Linked DNA regions of Acanthopagrus latus: region 1 is linked to region 2. Evidence: chromatin contacts called from public Hi-C data. All regions are on one chromosome and are shown on one strand. Each heading gives the region's core, a stretch centred on a gene start, on an enhancer-like site or on the middle of the called end of the contact. The rest is flanking DNA. Distances are from core to core; before and after follow the strand shown. Region 1 holds the start of pias4a (E3 SUMO-protein ligase PIAS4-A). Region 2 holds the start of LOC119028428 (elongation factor 2-like).

Region 1 (4,393 bases), core at 1,225-3,724, 180 kb before region 2:
AACAAGACGTGGTGTGCAGAGGATGGATGCTGTAGAATCAAAGGACTTTTAGATACCACTGTTATCCTGTTAAAGTTGTTTTGTCCATGTGGACGCTGTCCAAAGAATTACTTCAGTAACCAAAGAGCAGTAATTAATTGGCCAAGTTCAGTGTTTTGGAGACAAAATAAATTTGGTGGAGTTCCTTTTTTTTTTTTAAAAAAAGGACACCAATGTACAGTGCAGACACTGATAATCACAAGGTAACAGAACAGTAAAGTGTATGTGTGGGAAATGAAATGGAGTCATTCTTTGCTGTTGACATGACCCACTTTTAATGTGTGTGTCCTGTTTATACCAATTCTTGGTTGCTGTTATAATAAAAGAGATTTCTTTGTTATTGGCCATTGGAAATGTTAAAAAGTTAAATACAAAACAGTATCCTGACATTACATGTTTAATGTTTTCTGATTGTAGTTTCAACACTCAGATCCTTCTCTGAGCGCAGAACTTTTCACTGCTGGACTGTAATGTATTAAAAGTGTTTATTTTTAACGGTGTAGTGCACATGTTGCTGACATTTCCATCAATCTTCCATCAGTTCTAAGGGTGTAGTGCTCTCAAACAATGTGTTAAGAATGTTTGAATTTATCTCTGTGTTTAATTAAACTTTATTCTAAATTTTGTGATTTGTGCTCCGGTTTGAATTATTTTTGAATTTCGGTAATGAATTGACTGAATTGTTCATGTTGTGATTTACAGATCAAATACACCAGACTCTTGTAAGTTACACTTTTGAATGTTGACATAAATGGTGTATGTTATCTTTATATTTAATTGATAAGACCGGCATTTGAATAATTAAGATTAACAATGAAGGACAGCCAAGAGTCCTTGAGTGTTTTTTGGCTAATTATGAGGTTTACTGAAGAACCTAATCCATCTTAAAGTATAGGGTTATTTAAACCACTTGATTCTCCATGTGTTCAAAATGTTCCTTTAATTTGCCCACGAGTCATGCTAAACATTTACACGTAAAATTGCACATATATATTTTGTCTCCTGCTTGTATCTGTCCGGTGACTCTGTTTATAACAATTTCAGAGCAATCTTTTAAATCCAAGATGCAATTAACACAGTTACAGTGTCATATCAAATGGAAAACATTAACAATGTCCATTTTTACCATGATTTATAACTTTAAAATCTCTGTGATCTGACACAAATAAAGGTCTTTTTGAGTGTTTTGAGTACCTTTGTATGAAGTTCCACTGATTAACTTGAACACCATAGAATTGTGGAGATTGAAATCCCTCCAAAATAGGATACAACACAACCCATCACATTAGCCCAGACAACAGTAATAGCACAGTATCCGGAGTGATCTACTTTGTTCTGCCAGTTTTAGTGAGGAAATGAATTAAACCAGTCAGGTCAAATCCTGAACCATATTGCCCTCTTCTGTTTAGATAATAGAACACGTTTTACATGCACAAAAGAGAACACTACACTGACTTTACAGTACCAAGCTTTTTGAGTTGTAATTAGCTATATTAATTTATATGTAGGCTTATGTTCTATTAATTTAAAAAGTCTAAACCAATATCACATAATTGTAAAAAATATAGCTTGTATTGTACTGGTTAATGTATTTGGTACTGCCTTTGTGAACTATATTCAAAAAGCTCTATAAAAAATTTAACTCAATCCTATATTTCCTATATCATTTACTGCATGCTGTACTCATTAAAACATAATCAAATATAACATTCTCCATCCAGCAGCAATAGTGACACAAGCCTGCTCTCCTACTGAATGCACAGCATTGTCTTATTGACGTTTCGCATCCAAGTAAAGCCAAAACAAAACACACCATGTTATTACATGATACTGCAATTCCTTCAATTGATTTGTGTGTTTCCATGAGGCTATTCTTTGCCACATATGAGGAGCTGCTGGAAAAGCAGGGCTGGATCACGACAGGGAGTACAAGTGTGTTCTTGGTATGCCTATTTACATTTTGCTTTAAGTGTGACACAATATGCTTCTTGCGTTTTGGACAGGGAGTGACTGCTCTTTACTTTGACATGTACGTGTATTTAGTTAATTACTCGTTTTAATTAAATTATGAGCATACCTTAGACAAAGCATCAGCGCCACATCTCACAGCCGGCGCGGACCCTGAAATGGATTTTTTTGCTCGGACGGGGCTTGAACACACCATGCGACCCCGTCCACTTGACACCCCATACTTTACATCCATGTTGAATTAAAGCCGTTTTTAAGATAAACGTTCACAATACCTCAATACTATTAAACCGAAACATCACGGGTATCAAAATAATTTCACACGTGGTATAAACTATCGACGCTGAGGCCTATTTTGGAAATGAGACCTGTCTCTTAGTGTTTTTAAAAAGTTGAACTGTAACTTTAAAACACTGTGATCCCGCCCATTTCACATGCAGCCCGTAGGGCTCTGCTTCAAACCTCACTGTGATTGGTCGAGGCTACCCGTCTATCAAAGCAGGCTCTGCGTTTCATTGGTGAAACACTAGCAGCCGCCTCTGACTCTCGCGGTACTGCTGCAGGAAGATGGCGGCCGAACTGGTGGAAGCGATGGCAAGTAGAGCTTGGCTAGCTTTGGTTTGATGGAAGACGGGCGCGGGAGTATGATTTGAAACCCAGCATAGTTGAGGGGAAACTGCCGGCTTTGTGTGAATATAGTGAAGAGTTTGTACTCTCACAAATGTGGCGTATTACAGTCACGACGAAACGAACTAGCCTGTGGTGCTAGCATAGCTAGCCTGCTAGGTAACGTTAACTATGCAAGTGCGTTGGTCCAGCTAGCATCACGCTGGCTTTGAAGGAAGACACCGAAAATGAATGATGTGAACATGAATACACTTGGGGGTTCGCAGCTAACATACTTCCCAGCGCGACAATATTTGATGTCATTTGACTCACAGTCATGTCTGTCTGTATTTAGCCTGTTAGTTTATGAAGCTGTGCACCTGTCAAAATGTCCAGTTGCAATGATTGAATACCGACAGCCCAGTCTGTGGAGAAGCTAGCCAGCTGCTAAGCGCAGGCTACATTGGTAATATTCACATGAGGCTAGAGAAACTGCAACATTACTGACTTGATCGCGGCATTTTTGCACAGCGTGTTCAACAGAAGCCCGATTGGCAGCTACATTTTAAAAAAAGAATAAATCTAGACACAAAGCTGTTGTGCTACTGATGTCCAACGCAACAATGTCAGACAAAGCTAATGCTACGCCGCTCAGGTTTTTCCAACAATAATTCGTGTTTTGCTCCACAATCAAGATTGTATACTCTGTGTTGTTGCTGCATTTTAAATCAGCATCCGCCTACAGGCGATATGTTTTGTCATATGTGTCCTGTAATGGGATCATCGATTCCACTTAGAGCTTTATCTAAGTGTTATAGTGTTATATACACATTTAGTTCTGCTAATCGAAATGTGGACTCGTAATGTCGAGTATGTTAAACACGTGTCACACTGAAGGTTACATTTGTATTTGACTGTGTCTCCGTCTGCACTTTGATTTAGTGCGCTCAAAAAGTAAACAAATGGGCTTGTTGTGGTTTCACTTCCGCTCGAAGTTTAGACGTCACTTGAATCGATTTATTAAAAAAAAAACATGCTCTCCAGCAGTGTTAGGGCACACTGACAAGACGCTGCATTTTGTGGAAGTTGATTGGTTTTACATTTCGGTAGACGTGTAAATATCACACAAGGCAAACTAAACCTGTCTCTTTCCAAATAAAGATCCAAACTCTAGCTTTTACCAGATATTTCATTTGGTATTGTGTTTAAAAGTGTTTTGTGATTCTTCTTGAAACATTTTTCTTAAAACCCTCTGATTAATCACAGTCCAATTTGTCAGTGGGTTTTATATGTTTGTATGCCTCACATGACCTATTAAGTGTGTAGTGGGAGGTCCAGTCATACATTGTAACCGTTTCAGTTTTCTGGAATTTTGGTTTATGGTACCACCGTTTTTTAAGAAGGGAATAATCAAAATCTCTCTAGAAGCTTACTTATCCCTCCAATTACGAGACAGGTTCAAGCCTCTGTAGGATTAAAGTGACTAAGGATAAAGGCTAATTTTAGCAGGAATCAGACACTGCTATGTCCTGTTAAATGCATACATACATAGAAGTGCAGATATTTGCGTCAAGCCTGTCATGGACAAAGTTATTAGATGGGTTGTAGGCAAGAATTCCACAAGGAATTGAATCACTCAATCCATTTTGACATTTTCTGCTTCTTTTTTTGAGACTATGTTTAGGAACTTGATACACTCACTAGATAATTTCACAGATCAAAAACGTAATGTAATGGAACATATTTTTCAACTTTGTCACATAGATAGACAATGATTTTT
Region 2 (4,463 bases), core at 1,438-3,937:
CCCATAGGTCCTTCCTCATCCTCTCCATAGGTGGAGATGATGACATTGACCGACTCAACAATACGCTGGAAAGTTTGGTAAAGGTCTTCAGCTTCAAGCTGCAACTCCAGTAAGGCACGGTCCATCTTGTTCATCATCAGGACTGGCTTGATGCGCTCAGCAATGGCCTGACGGAGCACTGTCTCAGTTTGCACGCAGACACCTGTCAGGGATACACAAGGATAGTTTAACCTACAGAAAAGGTGATATGCTTGTCAGTTTTATTTCACACTGGAAGTCTGACTTAACATGGCAACATCACTTATTTTGTAAATAGGCACCTCAGTTTTTCCTGCTGCACAAACATTTGAACAGAACAAGCTTCTCATAAGAAAAAATGTTGTGCATATGAGATATCTTTGAGGTCTATTATGATCAAGGAGCCCCCCCATCGTTCACTGTACAGATTGCAAATCCCATTAAGGCAATGTGATTGTGAGCTAAATAACTAAAAATCATTTGATCAAACTACCCATCAGCCATGACAAGGATATATTCTGTATTAGGAATTTGCATTGCTGAGGATCGGTTAGCCATGGCCTTACCAGACACACAGTCCACCACAACCAGGGCTCCATCAGTGACACGGAGGGCAGCAGTCACCTCAGAGGAGAAGTCAACGTGCCCGGGTGAGTCAATCAGGTTGATCAAGAAGCCATTCCCGTCCTTGGCCTGCTTAATGAAGGCCAAGTCATTATCGCTGAGCTCGTAGAACAGGGAGATGGCGCTGCAAGTTGGAACAATTTGTTAGACAAAGTCAGTTGCCAAAAAAAAAAAAAAAATAAAAAAAAGCCACACCTTCCTATTATCGAGGATTGCCATCCAAAAATTGTTTCCTATGCAGAGAGGTCTTCCATACAATGCCTCCCAATATAGCACTGTCAAAGTCTAACGACTTCACATTAACTAGAATAAAACTTCACAAATTGAAGTCTGCCAATTGTTTTTTTTTAGTACCATAACAGTAAAAAGTCAAAGCAGAACAGTAGTCAAAGTTGTGTTCATGTTCACAACAGCATACTTTGCAAGTGTTTAGCTGTAACATTACAGTATGTGCAATATAACAATTATTAGAAGCTAGACCACAACACAAGTACATTTTGAATTAAATGGGGAGGTGCTGCATAAAAGATGTGTTTAAAAATACACACCACCCTTTACATAAATCTGCTTGCTACAAAATGCTCACACTGCAAAAACAGTGGGGACACAAGATACTTACGTTGACTTGATGGTGATACAACGTTCCTGTTCATCTTTCCGTGTGTCTGTGAAACGGGTCTCTCCAGCACGAGCTGAGGCAATGATGCCAGCCTTCGACACAAGCGAGTCCGTCAGAGTTGACTTTCCGTGGTCGACGTGCGCAATCACAGACATGTTACGGATGTTGGCCTTCTTGTCCATGATGGCACGGATCTGGTCGACTGTGAAGTTCACCTGAGGGGGCAAAATCAAGTTAGAACATTCACAGAAAGAGGAAACACAAACACCTGACAAATCAGAGAAAAGGTCGCAAAGGAGCCTTAATATACACCAGCCTAGGATATCCCCGTTATAACTCATGGACGCTGATTTTCAAGTCGTCATTTGTTTCAGTGCGCACACAATTGTTATTTAACTTGGCCTCACACTAACTGCACCCACAGCTTATCGAAAATTACTGCTGACGCAACGTCAACTGTGCAGCATTTCCACCAGGGCGTTGTGTCCGCCATCAGCATCACATCAGCTGTGACGTTACCGTCAGCTACACCTAACAGAAATTTATTACAGCTCGCTGACGATGTTTAACATTTCAGACGGTGAGCTGCTGATATTCTGACTGCGATGACAACTGAATAACAGTTGGTATAAATACGTTGAACCACGTTAATAGCCGGCACAATGTGTCGGCTCTTGTAGGCCACGTGTACAGACTTTGACACTATGCTAGATGCTAACACGGGCTTGAAAGCTAAATTAGCCGGTCGGGCCAGAAACACGAAATGCCGGCAAGTGTTCCCCCGCCTTACAACGTCAAAAACAAATCGCTGACACTACATCGAGGCGGCCTTTTAAAAAACACGAATGTCCAGATACAGCTACGTTAGTCTTGGTCTTAACAAGAATTCATAGAAAACACTCAACGCTTAATTACAAAGCGGCCACCAATGGTAAAAGTTAGCCAAGTAGTGGCACCCAACGTCAGCCATTTCAGCCTGTACAAAAGGGCCGGCCGGCATATCACCATTCAGAACATGTTTTCAAAGAGGTAAACAAGGGAAAAATCCAGCAACAATTCAGAAGTTGATTTTTTAATCAATAATTACATATAGCGGACAACGTTGCAGAACACGAAATGGCTGCCATTTTGATCAAAGCCCGGTCCATAGATCGGACATGCAAGTAGCGTAGCATCCGTCAAAGTGCCCTCGCAAAATTACAAATACTAACATCGAAGACACCTTTTGTGTCCCATAACTTAATCATCACTCGGAGAAATGTGACAAACTCACCATTTTGGCGGATGGTATTGGATTCGCTTGGTGGCGAAATCAGACAGGAAATTTTACGCTGCCCACCTCACGAGGGCATAGGCAGGGAAGAGGCCGCTGACGTCAGAAAACAGGCCTTTATAATACGTGCGTCATTCCTGTGCGTCTTCACGTACAAATGTCATCACGCTGCTTCGGCTCGTGATCTCAAGTTTGGTTGTCTATGGAGTCGAAGGAGCTTCATCATCATTCATCCGAGTTAAATATTTATTTAAATCACTACAGCCATTGATGATAAAACTAATTATGGCTAATTATGAATCCTGCAAGACATTTGTTAATGCATCAGTAGCTTTATAACATGCTTTTTAAAATTGTATATCAATGAATATAACTTGTAAATTGCATTTATATGATTAAACTCACATCTCTTTTAAATAATACAGAGAAGGAATGGCTCACCAAGAAGCCAACTGAATTTCCACAATTCATAGTACAGTATGTCTTACTTGCTTCAGACACCAGCGACATTCTTTTATGATGCCTGAATTTAATTTACACCAAATAGTCCTTTTTCTAACCCTGAAATTCCACATATTGCTCATGGAAAATAATAAAGTTCCTGGATTTTTGCTGCATCTGCTCATACTTCGTTTTTATTCATATATATATATATATATATATATATATATATATATATATATATATATATATATATATATATATATATATATATATATTTTACCATCTCTTACAGAAACAAATGCAAATATCAAAACAATGAAACTCAAATACACTGCAATGAGCTGTGTTACATTCCATCAACAAATGTAAACTGCATTTTCTTGTTATTTTTTGACCAGGAAAATTTAAACGCTGATGAACTGAAAGAAAGAAAACCTATAATACTATTCTTTCAGGTATTTAACACACTTTTGCAACTCAGAGTCAGTGAAAAAAAAAAAAAGTATTTCTTGAATGGGGTTCTACTATAGACTGCCCGAAGTATTCAGGCCGCTCACTTGTTTTTCCTGTTCAGGGTGTTTTGTATCCACATTTTTTATAAGACTTCCTTTTTTTCCTCCTCCTTTCCACTAGGTGGCTAGTGATCCATTCTGGTGAACATGTGGCATCATACAACAAGTCCTTAAACGACCTTATATGCATGTTCTGGTCATCAGCTACAGGTGGCCTGCTGCAAGTCCCTCACGCCAGTTATGTAAATGTGGGTGATAATATTCCTAACTTATCTTTTTCCCTTTGTAACTTGGTGGTAATCAAATCTTAGTGCTAAATGTCCAAAATTAAGTGACTCAGATCTGCAACACACAAGATTCCTTGAATTATCTAAGTAAAGCTAGAATCTAAGTAAGTAGATTTGCTCAAATACTGTATTCGAGTACAATTTTGAGTTAAGCAATACCTGTAGACCTACTCTACTAGAGTATCTTCATTTTAAGATAGTTTATGTCTCAGCATTATTATTGACAGGCCCACAATGCACCATTTACTCCACTGTATTTTTATGGTATACGGTTGATCACGTACTGCGCCTGCTCTGTAATTAATCCCTGTGCTTATTGCCTTCTCTTGCAAAAAGAGCAAACAGGTATAAAGTGCTTAATAACTATGGAAAACACATACTTATCGGCATGAAATTATTATGAAACAATATTAATCCTGCGTTATGAAAGAAAACACTGGTCAGAAATGATCACTAATCCATCCTGTTGATGAAAAAAAACATGTAATAGTGTTGTGTTGCGTCAGATATTTCATTTTTCATTGTTGGATTCTTCACAACATTATTTTATTCTTCCAGCAGATGGTGCCCCAGCTTTACTTCCAGAAACTTCAGCTTCCAGCACTCCAGTCCCACGAACTGTGCTATTGGGATGATCATTTCACGCTACACTGAGTGAGGCAGTGATTATGTTGCACTCACAGAGA

What was found. A called contact is a pair of places that touch in the nucleus more often than the background predicts.
Region 1: a Hi-C map of muscle shows a contact between it and region 2, with 2.4 times the contacts expected there. The contact joins the promoter of pias4a here to the promoter of LOC119028428 in region 2. A contact is called at or near these places in 2 of 4 Hi-C or Micro-C datasets (liver and muscle).

Annotation. Positions count from the first base shown.
Region 1 is chr11:10,856,568-10,860,960 of fAcaLat1.1, reverse strand. It overlaps pias4a (E3 SUMO-protein ligase PIAS4-A), which reads left to right and starts at 2,474. Exons shown (of 11, transcript XM_037114844.1): 1 at 2,474-2,601. The coding sequence starts at 2,575. foxq2 (forkhead box Q2) reads right to left here and starts at 273. Exons shown (of 2, transcript XM_037114845.1): 1 at 1-273.
Region 2 is chr11:10,672,474-10,676,936 of fAcaLat1.1, reverse strand. LOC119028428 (elongation factor 2-like) reads right to left here and starts at 2,687. Exons shown (of 13, transcript XM_037114393.1): 1 at 2,535-2,687; 2 at 1,262-1,476; 3 at 585-766; 4 at 1-202. The coding sequence starts at 2,537. It overlaps LOC119028431 (a long non-coding RNA gene), which reads left to right and starts at 1,485. Exons shown (of 3, transcript XR_005077706.1): 1 at 1,485-1,841; 2 at 3,612-3,738; 3 at 4,336-4,463.